2 separate regions of the Mus musculus genome follow, and region 1 is linked to region 2. Evidence: chromatin contacts called from public Hi-C data. All regions are on one chromosome and are shown on one strand. The core of a region is the stretch at or near the end of the contact, and the rest is flanking DNA. Distances in the headings are between cores, read along the strand shown.

The links. Hi-C and Micro-C count contacts between places; a contact is called where the count stands out from the background.
Region 1: a Hi-C map of the N1E-115 cell line shows a contact between it and region 2, with 5 times the contacts expected there. The contact joins two enhancer-like sites. A contact is called at or near these places in 3 of 484 Hi-C or Micro-C datasets (the AtT-20 cell line, the N1E-115 cell line and nephron progenitors).

The regions. Positions count from the first base shown.
Region 1 is chr10:43,377,648-43,380,836 of GRCm38.p6, reverse strand. All of the region lies in intron 4 of Pdss2 (prenyl (solanesyl) diphosphate synthase, subunit 2), which reads right to left. Among named protein-coding and RNA genes, the nearest start is that of Gm40631, 37 kb to the right of the region's middle. Within about 2 kb of position 1,521, at least 20 of the 459 cell types and tissues checked have an H3K27ac peak or open chromatin away from gene starts, as enhancers often do. A contact at or near this core is called in the N1E-115 cell line, where this site is marked.
Region 2 is chr10:43,119,530-43,122,524 of GRCm38.p6, reverse strand. All of the region lies in intron 4 of Sobp (sine oculis binding protein), which reads left to right. Among named protein-coding and RNA genes, the nearest start is that of Gm51799, 43 kb to the left of the region's middle. Within about 2 kb of position 1,319, at least 11 of the 459 cell types and tissues checked have an H3K27ac peak or open chromatin away from gene starts, as enhancers often do. A contact at or near this core is called in the N1E-115 cell line, where this site is marked.

The sequences.
Region 1 (3,189 bases), core at 272-2,771, 260 kb before region 2:
CTGACTTGCTCCCCATTGCTTGCTCAGCCTGCTTTCCTACAGCAGCCAGGGCCACCAGCCCAGTGGAGGCACCGCCTATAGTAAGCAGGGTCCTCCCCTATCAATCATCAATCAAGAAAGTTCACCTGTACAGGCCCATCTGGTGGAAATGTTTTCTTAACTGGAGTTTTCTCTTCCACAGTGACTCTAGCCTGGTCAAGCTGATGGAAACTAGCCAGCACAGAGCACGACAGACCCATTGTATGTCACACAGATAGCAACCTGGTTATTCCTAGGTAAACCCAGGAGAAATGAAAGTCCATTTTTATATAGACTTTACACATGAATGCTCTCAATAGCTTCATCTGGAATACTTTAGCACTGAAAACATCTCAAATTTTCCCCAATAGGTGGATCACAGACTGTGTTAGATGCTTGCAACTGAATACCATTGAGCAGAAATGAACTACTCAGATTTGTAGTATGGATAAATTTGAAAGTAACTGTTCAAAGACCCCAGTCAAAGGGTTGATATTTCTAGATCCATTTATATAAAGTTTTACAAAAATGCAAACTAATTGATAGTGATGACGGATTGCCTAAGGCTCACAGCAGAAGGTACAGGAGGGAGGAGTACGAAAGAAGAAATCATTGGGGCGATAGATGCTTATCAATTTCACTGTGATAATTTCTCTGGTCCTTGTATATGTCTGGACATCACATAGTATACGTTAAATATTTCCAATTTATTGTATATTAACAGTCCTTCCCAAAAAGATGACAAAAATCTTCCATTACCATCACTCTGGGGCTTTCTAAATTATTAACTTAGCAACAGGTGGCTGGGGCTACTACTGGCATGCCAGGTACTGATTTGGACTAGAAACACAGCGGTACTTATATTCTTGTAGGAAGAGACTTAAAGTTGGTAAGGATGATAAAAAAAAAAAAAAGAAAGCAACAATAACAACAACAACAACAAAACTCCACCAGATGGTAACACTTTTGATTAAGATAAAAATAATTAAGCAGGATAGCTATTAAAATATTCCCAACCGGGTATGGAGATGTGGTTTCTGAAAGGTGCTCCTGGCAGGGCTACAAATGCCAATGAGGGCAAGCGTATGCACTCGGAGCAAACCCAGCGAGCGACTCCCTTCCATGGACCACCCTCAGGACCCCTTTTGACTCGACTCTGTAGGAATCCCCTGATTACCCACCTTCAGTTTGTACACATGACTTCAGTTCTACATCCCGGCACTACAGATCTTCTACCCTTCCCATGAACCATCCCTGCAGGGTCTTTTTGGATTTGTATTTGTTTGTTTTAAGGGCAGGGTCACTCTGTGTAGCCCTGGCTGGCCCCTGCCTCTGGAGTGGTGTGAGCCCAGCACCTAGCCTATGCTTCCTTTCATGGAGCGGCTCCTTCTGCAGACAGTCTTCCGTTCTGTGCACTTCCTTCCACCCTTTAAGGTCTATCGCAAACAGCAGGTCCTCCCTGGAGGCTTTTCTGATTTCCCCACTAGATGCCTGGTTTACATTTCTCGCCTGTCATTTCCTCCATAAACACAGTCATCTTACTCTCACGCCTTAGACAGGGCCCACAGCTCTGCAGGCGCGTAGAGCAAGCATGCGAGGGAGCGCACGCCTATGATTTCTAAGACTCAATTGTCTTATTTTTGTACTTGACTTGAAAGCTAAGAGCCAAAGGAAGAGAAGTACAAACATAAGACAAATAAGAGAATAAGACTTATCTTGTCCTATAAAACACATGGCTAATATGTCAAGCATTAACTGTGCTTAGAAACGCAACTAGACCTTTGCAACTTCAGTGACTGTTAATTAACTAGGTCTTTCTCCGGAGCGCTAGATTAAGCTCTCTTACTTTTGGTTTGGGGCCAAGCAACCACGAGCAGGGCCTGCATGAAGACAGGGGAGCTGTGCCTGTTCCTCTTCTCAGGACCAACCTGAGTCAGAGGCCTGACTTTACAAAGGACTGTGGATGTGCTTAGCTCCCTAAGTTAGGTTAGAACAAACAGATATAATCTTAGAAAACCCCAACCCACTAGCCCAATTTTAAACTTTTTTTTTTTGTTAAAAGATTTATTTATTTATTATATGTAAGTACACTGTAGTGTCTTCAGACACACCAGAAGAGGGTGTCAGATCTCATTACAGATGGTTGTGAGTCACCATGTGGTTGCTGGGATTTGAACTCGGGACTTTTGGAAGAGCAGTCAGTGCTCTTAACCCCTGAGCCTTCTCTCCAGCCCCTTTAAATTTTTTTTAAAGAATGTTTACTTTTATACAGGGGTTTTGTCTGTGCACCACATACACCACTTCACTGCAATGCCAGGGAAGACCAGAAGAGGGCGATCTATTCTCTGTGACAGGCATCATAGATGGTCATGAACCCCCACGTACATACCAGGACTCAAACCAGAGTCATCTGAGGGGCAGTCAGTGTTCTGAACCACTAAGCTCGCTCTCTCTCCCTCTCTCTCTCTCTCTCGTTCCTCAGGTCTAATGATATTAGGAAGAATCAGTGTGCAGAGTATAGGGTCAAATCACAGTTTAATGGCCATGTGTGGTAGCACATGCCTTTAATCATAGCTCAGGGGAAGCAGAGACATGCAGATCTCTGTGAGTTCAAGGCCAGTGTGATTTACATATCAAGTTTCAGGACAGCCAGGCTAAACAATGAGACCTTGTCTCAAAAAAATTTTACACACACACACACACACACACACACACACACACACGAGTGAAAGGACACAGAGAAAAAGCAGTCAAGGGAAGGGGTCTCTGTGGCTGGAGTCCAGAAGCATTTCAATAGAACCTCCCAGCAGAGCCACAAGGCATGCTTAGCACTCTAACAATAAGTGTGAGCTGCGCATGAAGTGTGGTCAGTGTCCCTGGAGACTCAGGCTCAGGTTGTTCTCAGGGCTGCTCCTATGGGCTCTCTGCCTAGAATGCAAGAAACTTCCAGATTCCCAGAGAATCAGGTGTTCAGCATAAACCTGCTGCAGGAGCAGTAAAGGCACTGTGAACTGGTTTATCTCAGAGTGGAGGCAGAGCTCCTAAACTCCAGGATCCCAATGGATCCTGAGCCCAACTTCACAAGCAGGTTTTGCTAAAGACAGAAGAGTGTATCCTAATATTAACTAGTTAATTAAAAAGTTTTGAGAATTGCATACATAAGTCCTATAT
Region 2 (2,995 bases), core at 70-2,569:
TGTAGAAGAAATGTGTAGCAAAATCTCTGCTAATATACTGGTTAACGTGTCCAGTTTTTACTCTTTAGACACGTGCAATGTTTTATTGCAAAATGGCTGTCATTCACAAAGCTTTGAGAAGGGCATTAAGAAATTACTTGCAGTTAATGTCCTCTAACTGCCTCAGTCTCTGGCCAAAGACTTGATTCTGCTTGATGTTTGCACACTGGCTTGCAAGTAAATGAGGCCAGGAGCCAGGGTTGTTCTACTGGATTTCCCTGGCTTTTATTGGGCATAGGGAAGCTTGCAAGATCTGATTGTCTGCATTTGGCCTGCACTTGGCCTTGGCTGCTCAGTCTTAGAAAAACCTTCCAACTGCTTAGCATATAGGGTAGTCCTCTCTCCAGGCCTTCACTTTGTAGGCTGAGGTCTAAGTTCCCTTTGGACACAGCAAACAGGGACGTCCTCAGGAAGCTCTGGGAGAAAAACAACTAAGCCAACAGTTTTCCTGTACTCTCACATTTTAAAATATGGAATGGAATTGTAGTGAGCTGCCATAACTGGGAGTCTCTGAGAGCAATAATGGGGGAGAGGAGTGTGCTAGTCCCTGAAACACTCTGTGAGTGGGAAGAAAGCCGGAAGCTCTGGCAGGTGGAATGAAGTGAAGTTGCGGGGAAAACTTAAAGCACAGGTTTCTGTGGAAAGCCAGAGGGAGATCCAGGACAGAAGTTCTGCAAGCAGGTGGGACACAGTGCCCTAGGAATGCCACCACAGGCCTCGGGGACACGCACAGATCCTTATATTGATCTGAATCCTTGAAAACTGTGTGAGAATTGTATGTGTAAGGGAGACGTGCGTGCAATCAGAATGGACAGGTGAGTATATCCTGAAAAGAAGGACTTAGCAAACACTTCCGTTTTCTAATGGGCTTTGGAGCTTGTGAGGGGAAACAAAGAATCCTAACCTGTTACCCAGAATGAATTCCAACTTCTAAATACCACCGAGTATTTCAGTTAAGTGTGAGGAGCTGATCAAGACTCTACAGAGCTTCAAGACTCCGTGTTCTCAGCGAGTGTGAGCAGAGTGGGGATTTTTGATAAATCTGACACTAGTTTCCTGCTGATCAGCATACAGGATTGTTGCCACATACATGGGAATGCTAATTCCAGACACAGTAGATCTCTGGCTCTCCTTCTGGTGCTAGCTAATGCTAGTCACTTGAATCAAGTCTTTCTCATCTGAGCTGCCAGTAATTATCCAATCCGTCCAGGAGGCACACTCCCTTTTAACATTAACCACAGTGTCAGATTTCATCAGCCACATTGTGTCCCAGTGACTTCTGCTGCATGGAGATAAATGTGCACATTTGGAATTCGTAGTCTGTCTGTTTGGGCAGTGGGCAGTTCAGGAAACGAACGATCAGGAAGGGATCTATTTATTTGTGCTGTATATTCGCCTAATTGATCCAGTCACATGCCGGGATTCCTGCCTTGGTACTAATAGTGCTTGGTTTATTTGAAGAACGAGAACTGAACAAATGATCTGAGGAGTCCTTTTGAGGGGTTTCTCTCCTCCTAACCTGCACTCAGCATGGCTGCACTCCCTGAGTTTGCCTGCTCAAAAAAAAAAAAAAAAAAAAAAAAAAAAAAAAGCTTTGTGAAACCCATTGGTGAACAGTGCAGGGGCAGAGTTGGGAAGTTTTGTGTGAGCTTGCCAGAGAAACCAAGGGGAAATGATCATGTGTCTTTCTAGGATTGAAGTCGCACTCTTGTTAATTCATGCTTTGCTAAAAATGTGGAATATCTGAATAAATGCATGCCAAAGAGGCCTGGGGGCTCACACTGAGATATTTTAAGATAGTTGAATGAGCCCAGAGTTTGTTTTATTTTTTTTTCATAGACATTTGCAGGGTCTGATTCTAAAATCTAGTACACCCAGGAAGGTCATATCCACAAGATCCCAAGTTTTGGGTGTGCACAGGTTATTATTAGTTTCCCTCCATTTCGATGCCTCTGTGTAGCTCTTGAACCATGAGTAAAAGTATGGACTGGGCAAGATGTGCATAACTCTTTGTTCCTTGGGTTCCTAGCTTTCAGCTCATATCATGGCTTGGGATAGAATAAAGGAAAAAATTGCTTTAAAAAGCCACTTAGTTCCTGTCACTGCATATCAGATTGCATGGAAATCCCTATGCTACAATCTACCCTTAGAGGAGCTGTCTACACAGTGGAGTCTAATGTATGTCAATAGATGTGTGCAGGGCTATAGACCACTAGAAGCCTGAGAAGGCTAACTAGTAACCATAAGAAGCCATAGAAGTTGCTTGCACCCTGCTGTAGTTTACTGAGCATCTTGGGTAAGCAATACTCCTATAGTCCTTAACAGAGATGGAGATGATCAGAGGCTGGGGATGGGAGTCAGTATCCAGTAAGCCCAGAATTTGTGTCTCACTGCTCAGAGTCAGGCCAAGACTCACTAAGTCAGTGCGAGACTTGCTCATGTGGGGTGTCCTTGGTGTGTTATCTTTCTGTCTTTGTCTCTAGTACAGGAATCAAACCTAGAATGCTGCACATGCTAGGCAAGAACATGCCACTGAGAGAGATAGCCCCAGTTTTTAAAATATTTTATTTTGCAAAAGGGTCTCTTTAAGTTGTCCAGGCTGGCCTTGAACTAACCAAGTAGACTATGTAGGCCTTGAACTTGGGATCCTCCGTAACTGCTGTTACAGGAATGTGCCGCTGTAGCTGCCTCAGACTTGCTCAATGTTTGATTGCTGAATTCAGCCGAGAGACGACATGATCTTTGGTGGTGAGGGATGTCGTTAAGCTATGTAATGTTATTAAAGTAACATTTTAAGTGATGAGATTAAGCCGGAGAGTTAAATTTATTCAATCATGCGGTGTCTTTGTAGGTCATCCTCCAGAGGAAAAGTAAATAGGGGACTAAAATCCACTCATGATTAAGACCCTCAACTGTCGACTTGCATAGTGTTAGGAGCCCTGATTAGTCCTCGCAT